3 separate regions of the Mus musculus genome follow, and regions 2 and 3 are each linked to region 1. The links are chromatin contacts, called in public HiCAR-type and promoter capture Hi-C maps. All regions are on one chromosome and are shown on one strand. Each heading gives the region's core, a stretch centred on a gene start, on an enhancer-like site or on the middle of the called end of the contact. The rest is flanking DNA. Distances are from core to core; before and after follow the strand shown.

Region 1 (2,614 bases), core at 78-2,577:
CACCTCTTACCTTCTCTTTCCACACAGCCTCTGCATTAACTAAGGATAGAGCTAAAACTACATACGGGCCCGCACCCACGAGAGCCCACCGATAAAAACTACCTTTTCTTAAAGGGCACTACACTTTTTTATTTTATATTTGAAAGTGTTCCGTGAAACTGACTTTTTAGAACTCTCTAAAGAGCTGCTCCACCAGCTTCCCTGGAAGGCTTCCTACACACTCTACTAGGTATCTAAGTCTCTACACAACCCCTCACCTTTAAGATTTTCCTGTGGCTTTTGGCTTCTTCAACTGTTTTGTGCTTTTTTTTTTTTTTTTTTTTTTTTTTGAGTTTAGTGAAATTTGTATGAAAGTCCTGATTCCACAGAGCAGGCAGGCTTTCTTCTGTTGATTTACAAGCTATTATTTTGCTAATTAAATATATACATCTGACCTACAATTACTACCTACCCACATTCTTCTGAAACTGTCAGGGGTAAATATGACAAGTTGGTCCAGATTTGAAGATGACAGCTACAGTTTTAGGGGCATACAGCCTGGGGCTGGCAGTGCAGGCAACCTTCAGCTTTGTGTCCATCAGATCAAAGAACAAAAGGCAGAGCTTCCTCCCCAGACCTTCCTTAGCACCAGAGAAAGGCAGGCTTGACATAAAAGTCCCATCAAAAAAGGAAACCCTGCAGAAGCCAGAGTTCCCAGTAAGACACACCAGAAAACTGACCCACCTTGGAGAGCTGCCGCCTGAGGCTAAAGCGCTGGACCATGGTCGTGAGGATCTCCTAACAAAGCGATCTACCCAGAAAGGGTGTCTTTTTCTTCTTTTATTAAAACACAGCTTCTTGGGGGAAGTCACTGGCGGCACATTTGAAGGCTGACAGAGTTCGATGCATTCCCCAGGAGTCTCAGCAAACTTGGAAGCACTTCATTGTTCTGCGGAGACAGCACAGCCTAGGAGCGGCAGGCGGGGCGGATCCCAGCCCAGTGCCAGGCTCTCCCCGCACTTCCTGTGTCAGCTGGAGGGTCCAGCCGTAAGGACCACCCCTTCCCCTCCCGCCAACCTTCAGGCAGGGTGCCGGGTACCACCTGAGCCTCCGGTCTTTGCTCTTGAGGCGGAGGCTAGAGGTGGGTGGCACCTGCCGGTATGGCAGCATCTGCTGCCCGGTTCGAGAGTCAGAGCCCGGCCTCCACCCAGGTAATCCCTGAGAATAGAAGGGGATGGTGGCGAGGGGGAAAAAGGAGGTGGGAGCGCCAGCCGCCACCAGCTCCAGCTCCAAACGGAAACTCCTCCCAGCTGACTCGCAGCTGTGCGGCTTTGTCTAGTATAATTGGCCGAGCCTTTCCTCTTATTCACCGAAAGGCTCCAGTGGGAAGGAATGTCAGGTGCAGGGAGCATACTTGGACGGTGACTACAACTCCGGGCTCAAGTTAAAGGGTAAGGCGGCCTCCAGAGGTGAATGCCTCTCTTGTTGGAACAAAGTATTTTAAAAAACTGGCGCACAAATCAAATAGACCAGCTTAGAGTGCATCTATTCAAATAAAGGGAAACGGAAAGTGACAACCTCAGGGGAGATCCAAAGATCGCTGGCCACTCTTCTTCCTCTAAATGAGCCAGCCTCTTCTTCCAAATGAGGACAGAACTTGGTATCCACGGGTTTAGTGCCTACAGTGCTCTCTATTTCTGTGTGCAGGACTAGGACCTGTACTAGGTTTGTGGCTTTGGTAGGTGTAAACTCCAGATGTACAATCAGAAGTCACATCTACTGTCCCACTGACTTCTCAAAACATCCCTTTCAAGTTTGTGCTAGAGGACTTTTCAGACAAATTAGGAACCTTCTCTAAAACCTCAATATAATTATTATATGTTATTATATTCTTCAGTCAAGAAAAGTGGAAAAATTAATTTGAAAACAAAATCAAGTTTCTTGCAAGGCTATTCTTAATTACTCCAGTTCCCTGCACTGGCTTCCAATTACTTACAAATAGAATGCAAGATGCTCTCATCTCATTCTACAGAGACATAGTATCTTTGACATCACTGACAAGTTACACCAAATTTAAACCAAGGCAGGCTCCAAAAACATAAATCTTGCCTCTTAAAAGTCATAAATACAAAAGGGTTTTCCTGCTTAAAAAAATAATATAAGTTTCAAAGCTTAAAAGTAACAACTTAGAGCAACTATGACTAATAGTGGAAAATGGCCCATATTTATGATGTAGAGTATGCAAAATAACCTGAATCTGAAACAAACAGATTAAAACAGTGGTTCTCAACCTGTGGGTCATGACCCCTTTGGGGATTGTGAGACCCTTTCACGGGGTCACATATCAAATATCCTGAATATCAGATATTTATTACATCATGATTTATAACAATAGTGAAATTACAGTTATTAAGTAGCAATGAAAATTATGCTTGGGGGGTCACCATAATATGAGAAATTGTATTAAAGGGGTAGAGCAGCATTAGCAAGGTTGAGGCATACTGGATTAAAATAATTTCAAAGTGCAAAGTTAGTTGGCTTAGAGTGAACTTCTGCAGAAATTGCTTTTTCTTCTCACAGAAAATGAAATAGTCTCTGGAGCTGAACTTGGTGACCCATCACCTCTAATCCCAGC
Region 2 (2,614 bases), core at 43-2,542, 220 kb before region 1:
CTAGCCTTCCTTTCTACAACAGCCCACCTCACCTACAACAGCCCACCTCACCTACAACAGCCCACCTCACCTACAATAGCCCATCTCACCTACAACAGCCCACCTCACCTACAACAGCCCACCTCACCTACAACAACCCACCTCACTTACAACAGCCCACCTCACCTACAACAGCCTATCTCAGACTCTATGCCCATCCAAAAAGGAGCTGTGTTGAGAGCCTCTTGCCTGAGGCTGTTCCCCTCGCTCAGTTTCTGCCTGCTTTGGTCACTTGTCCCTTCAGCTGGTCCTTGTAGTTGGTCTAGAGTTGATGGTTGTTACTTGGAAGAGGAGTCCGAGGCCTCAGCCAGTAGCTTCAGCCTCAATGCCATGACAGGTGCCAGGGTTTTCTTATTAGACTTTGTAGCGTTGGGAGGTAGGAGGGAAGCTTTCGGTTGTTAGGCATTGGAAATTCCTAAAAAGGAAAGAAAAGTGAACATACTAAATTTATAATTGCAGTTTAAATTAGTTGAAGGGAATTAACTAAGTTGCAGTTGGAGCTGACTCCTTCAGTGGTTTTATGTGTTCAAATTGCCTTCATTAAACTGTCAGCATCAATTGACTGCTCACTTTTACTAGATTTATAAATAGGAAAACATTTGTAAATTGACCCTAAACCTTAAAGCAAAAACTAGGTTTTTAGGGTCATTTTTCTTAAATTGAATAAAGAATAAAGGGCAGTCTTTTCAAGTGAATAAGCTCAGAACATAAACAGAGAAGAGGCTGGGGTAGGCTGACGGCCATGTGTGCTGGGTGAGCGAGGGAAAGACTCCCCGGCCTCCAGGATGGCTGAGGAGGGCTGGCTAACTTCCCAGTACTTAGGTCAGGCATGGCAGACTTTAGGGGCCAAGGGTTCGGCAGGGTTGAGGGGAAGAGTGGGCTCCAGAGGTGGAGAGGCCTGCGTAGGAGATGGAATAGCTCAGGAGAGGCAGCCCCCACCCCCTTGCCTTCCTACCGGTCTCCCTACCCGGCTAATGTTGGCGAGGAAGCCCTTCCTGGTTGTGGTTGTAGACTGGTCTCACTTGCTGTATGTTCTCTTTCCTCAGATTGGGAAGGATCGGCCACTGAACTTTGACCCCTGTTGCATCAGCTACTTCACTAAAGGAGAGTACATTTTGGTGGGAGGTTCAGACAAGCAGGTATCTCTTTTCACCAAGGATGGAGTGCGACTGGGGACCGTTGGGGAGCAGAACTCCTGGGTGTGGACCTGTAGAGTGAAACCTGACTCCAATTATGTGGTGAGTAAGAGGAAGTTCACCCTGCAGAGCATTGCTAGAGGAGGCCCCAGGCAGCCAGTGCTCCTAATAGGTGGAAGGGAGATGGCTCCTCCCCTCAGCCTAGATTGACAGCTCTCCTGTACACAGGTGGTCGGCTGCCAGGATGGCACCATCTCCTTCTACCAGCTCATCTTCAGCACAGTCCATGGGCTCTACAAAGATCGGTATGCCTACAGGGACAGCATGACAGACGTCATCGTGCAGCACCTCATCACAGAGCAGAAAGGTAAGAGGCAAGCTTGCCCTTGCTTATAGACACTAGCAAAAGGGGTGAGGACTGGGCTAGGGACAGCACATTCGAAATAATAGGAAATATCTCCCCTGGCCTTGCTTTAGCTTCTAGCAGTAGAAGGAGGATGAAGATCTCTTTGAGGATCTAGCAAAAGCAGTAAAACCTGTTTTGTTTTTTAAAAGCACCAACTCTTTACATTTTACAAATAATTCCATGGTGTAAAATGGACTCCATGAGACATGGAGGCTGACAAGTCAGAGTTGTAATGGCTGATGTGCATGAGGCTTTGTGGACATTTACCCATATCTGTCAGAGCCACTTTGGCATACTTTCCCCTCAGCCTCTACTCACTTCTTGGTGGTCCTTCTACTAGACTTGTAGGGGCAGTAGATAGGCTCAGGCTTTGTCAGGGGATCTGGGATCCAACCTCGCCCAGTCTAAATGTGACAGTTCCCTTCTGTTCACATAAATAGCTCTGCAGCTGAAAGAGGTCAAGTTCCACTCAGCGGTGTCCATCCCTGGATGTGCTGAGCACATATGCTATTTGTATGCTGCTGACCAGATATAGCCAGGTGGCTTTGCATAGGGGTTCCAGTTGGGGACCACCCTGTAGATTCAGGATGGCTTCTTTTGTCCCTGCCAGGGTAGATCTATTTTGGAAATTCCATCTAGGTGGCAGGAATGTAGCCACTGGGACAGCTCAGCACATCCTCCATGGTGTTTACCCCACTTGGTCTGTAGAGAGGCAGAGCTTGCCACATAGAAGTCCCTGTGGTCGGGAAGGTTGCAGGGGTGTGGCTGGCTATGAGATGTGTCATTTTGGTGGGCTCCCGATCACTAGGGGCCTTCTTTGCTGTGCAGAATGAGTCTAGATGTCCTCAGCCATGCAGGACAAGTGTCGGTAGCATTGACTGCTTGACCGCTCTGTTTCTCCCTGAAATGGTAGCATATGTAGCTCTGCACCCCACTCAGCACAGAGGCCTCCATGTGGCAGGTGCTCTGGGGAGAGTTGTTAGCAGACTGACCTAGTTTTACTCTTAAGTGTATGTCTGAGTGCCTGCATGTC
Region 3 (2,614 bases), core at 61-2,560, 140 kb before region 1:
ACCCCAAGCCAAGAAGGGACAGAGCAAGGCATGCTTAGCTGACAGGCTGTGGGGAAAGCTTACGTAAGATCTGTGCAGGGGTCCGTGTCATTCACCAGGACCTGGAGCATAGAGCCCACGTTGAGGTCACTGCCGTGAATGGTGATCCTTGTACCCCCGGCCTTTGGGCCCATGGAAGGCTCCAGTGAGTGGACTGTGGGCAGCTGGGGAGAAGGAAAGGGATTGGGCTCTGGCTGCAGGCTTGTGGGGAATGAGCTGGGTGGTGAGAGGTGGTGGCCTACTTACCACATAGGAGAACTGTTCCCGAGACCTGCCTTCTTTGGAGACGTTCACCGTTACCACGTCTGAGAAGGCCCCTGCGGCAGGCCCTGTGGCACACACGATCCTGAAGGTGGGGCAGGCAAATGGGCAGAAGGTGAACCAGTGCCAAATAGTATCTGCCCATGGCCTCTGCCTCCCATTCCCACTGGGGCCATAATGCCGAACCAACAATGTTCTCCGTAGATGGTCACCGTAGGTTTGGCCAAGAGAGGCACGCCACTTCTGCTGTTTCCTCCAGATCAGTGGCTCTGAGACAAGGCTCAGATGGTCTCTGATACCAGGCAGCTTGCCCAGCTAGCCTGGCTGTCCACCTGATGCCCTTATCTGCAAGCCTGGCCCAGAGCCTTCCAACAGGAAGCCCAGCTAATTACCTTCTTGCAGACATCCCCTGTTGGGGCAGCTGTTGCACCCTGACCTTTATACCCCGCCAGCCCCTCCCCCCTCCAAACTTTACTAGTAGCAAAGTGGTTCTCATCAAAGCTCTGCTTATGTGGCAGGAGGCAGAGCCCCGAGGGCTTCTCTGAGGAGGCAGCAGAGAGCTGGCAGGATAAAGGAGTGGCCCAGGCAGAGACAATAGAAAGGCCCAGGCACAGCAGTGTGCCCTGTTGGGTGAGGGACAGGGCTGGGGGGAAGGATTAGGTTGGCAATGCCTGACACTCACTCCTCTGAAACGGTGTATCTGTCAGCCAGGGGTTCACAGGCCACACTGCCAATCCACACACCATGTGCCACATCACTGAGCCGACGGCCCAAGTTCCTGCCACGGATGGTCAGCAAAGTCCCACCGTCCAAGGGGCCACTCAGAGGCTCAATCTGCCAGGGGCGATGGGGGGCAAGGCAAGGGAAGGTCTGAGGCCTGGGTGTCTCTCTCACTGTCATGTGTGCCCACAGGAGGTGGGGCCACACAGACCCTCTGCTTAGCAGAGGCCTGGGGCAACAGATGGCTGGGCTGCATGGGTCCCAAGGCTGATGATGCCACGGGGTTCCTGATGGCTATGCCTGATTCAGCATCTAAGCCAGAAGCTGACTGGGCTAAGGGTGGGTACTTGACCCATGCTAAGCCAATCAAAATCCTCCCCTAAGATTTTTTTTCCCCCTAACCAAATCAGGCTGCTGAGCTGCTGAAATCCTCAACTGTCACCCGGTCAGAGGTTTCCTGGGTGGCTGTGAAATATCAATGGATCAAAGCCTAGCTTCCTCTACTTCCACCTCCCAGTGTCTGTGCCCCACTAAGACATTAGCCACGGGAGGTAACCTATGAGCCAGGAATGTTGTGTGTGCCTGGCGTGTTGTGTGCTTACCGCTCGGATTTCAGGGGCTGGGCAGGTGCCAGGGAGTGGCTGCAGGGGCCCTCTTAGACGACAGCCATCATTCCAAACACAGAGGTGACCCAGGTCCTCACGGCCCAGGCACTGGGAACAGTCAGGGCTGCCCATAGCACAGTTGTAGACCACAACTGTGGACAAAGGACAGCACGGTGAGCCTGAGGTGAGACGACTCTGGGGTTGGCAGCCATAAGGTTCATGGCCAGCTCCTACCTATGCTGCCCTGTGTCCAGGCCCCAGCCTCATCAACAGTCCTTCTCATGGGGAGGGACCCCATGTGGAGGAATTACTGACTCCCCCATTTTATGGACACGATTTATAGGGATCGGCTCACTGAGTCCTGGCGAATCTTGCAGTAAAGGCTTGTGACCTCACTTAATTCGGGGACAAGAGGGCTCAGAGAGGGAAGTAAGGTTCTGGGGGGTTACAACGGTCATTGGTGTAAGGCTGTCTCAGTGAGTGCTGGCCACCTATGGGATATGGTGCTTGTGGCTGCCAGGGCTGGGCCCTACCTCCTGGCCTGTGGGATAGACGGGACACTCACCTGTCATGGGGTTAGGGCTGTCTAGGAATCGGTCTGGCGGCCCCTTCAGCTTCAGACTCAGTGGAAATACCTGGCTCTTCTGGGTTGTGTGCAGCTGCAAAATGAGGAAGGGCAAGGGTGGGTGGGGCCTGTCTCTTGCAGGGGCAAGGGTGTCACCAAGATGGATGAGAGCAGGGGTGCGGGGGGGGGGGGGACGGGGGTAGAAGCAAAAGGCAGAAGCAGGCAGGGTGAGAGGAAGGAGGCCGAATGGGTTTCTCCTGCCCTGCTGGGCCTTACCACTTACCACCACTTGGTTGCAGCGGACCAGTGAGTTATTCGCCCATACAGCCTCAAAGCTCTCTTCCAGCCCAAAGCTGCACTCGAGGGAGGAACCCTGCAGACACAGGACAGAGGAGCCTTCTTAGAACCCATCCCCCATACCTGT

What was found. HiCAR-type assays count read pairs that join an accessible place to other places. Capture Hi-C pulls out chosen DNA fragments and counts their contacts.
Region 2: a contact with region 1 is called in a HiCAR-type map of embryonic stem cells, with 3 times the contacts expected there. The contact joins two enhancer-like sites. A contact is called at or near these places in 1 of 39 promoter capture datasets (the C10 cell line), 4 of 484 Hi-C or Micro-C datasets (bone marrow-derived macrophages, embryonic stem cells and muscle stem cells), 11 of 115 datasets of contacts at active chromatin or transcription factors (acute myeloid leukemia, embryonic basal ganglia, embryonic forebrain and 3 more) and 4 of 9 other capture datasets (adipose tissue, embryonic stem cells, liver and 1 more).
Region 3: a promoter capture Hi-C map of adipose tissue shows a contact between it and region 1. The contact joins two enhancer-like sites. A contact is called at or near these places in 2 of 115 datasets of contacts at active chromatin or transcription factors (embryonic stem cells and pancreatic cancer cells) and 3 of 9 other capture datasets (adipose tissue, liver and pancreatic islet).

The regions. Positions count from the first base shown.
Region 1 is chr6:116,106,589-116,109,202 of GRCm38.p6, forward strand. The region is part of intron 3 of Tmcc1 (transmembrane and coiled coil domains 1); the gene reads right to left. Among named protein-coding and RNA genes, the nearest start is that of Tmcc1, 85 kb to the right of the region's middle. Within about 2 kb of position 1,328, at least 268 of the 459 cell types and tissues checked have an H3K27ac peak or open chromatin away from gene starts, as enhancers often do. A contact at or near this core is called in adipose tissue and embryonic stem cells, where this site is marked.
Region 2 is chr6:115,885,824-115,888,437 of GRCm38.p6, forward strand. Ift122 (intraflagellar transport 122) reads left to right here. Exons shown (of 29, transcript NM_001167763.1): 9 at 1,086-1,277; 10 at 1,404-1,542. Among named protein-coding and RNA genes, the nearest start is that of Ift122, 34 kb to the left of the region's middle. Within about 2 kb of position 1,293, at least 67 of the 459 cell types and tissues checked have an H3K27ac peak or open chromatin away from gene starts, as enhancers often do. A contact at or near this core is called in embryonic stem cells, where this site is marked.
Region 3 is chr6:115,967,686-115,970,299 of GRCm38.p6, forward strand. Plxnd1 (plexin D1) reads right to left here. Exons shown (of 36, transcript NM_026376.3): 10 at 2,474-2,563; 11 at 2,191-2,284; 12 at 1,623-1,777; 13 at 983-1,134; 14 at 286-385; 15 at 64-203. Among named protein-coding and RNA genes, the nearest start is that of H1f8, 24 kb to the left of the region's middle. Within about 2 kb of position 1,311, at least 41 of the 459 cell types and tissues checked have an H3K27ac peak or open chromatin away from gene starts, as enhancers often do. A contact at or near this core is called in adipose tissue, where this site is marked.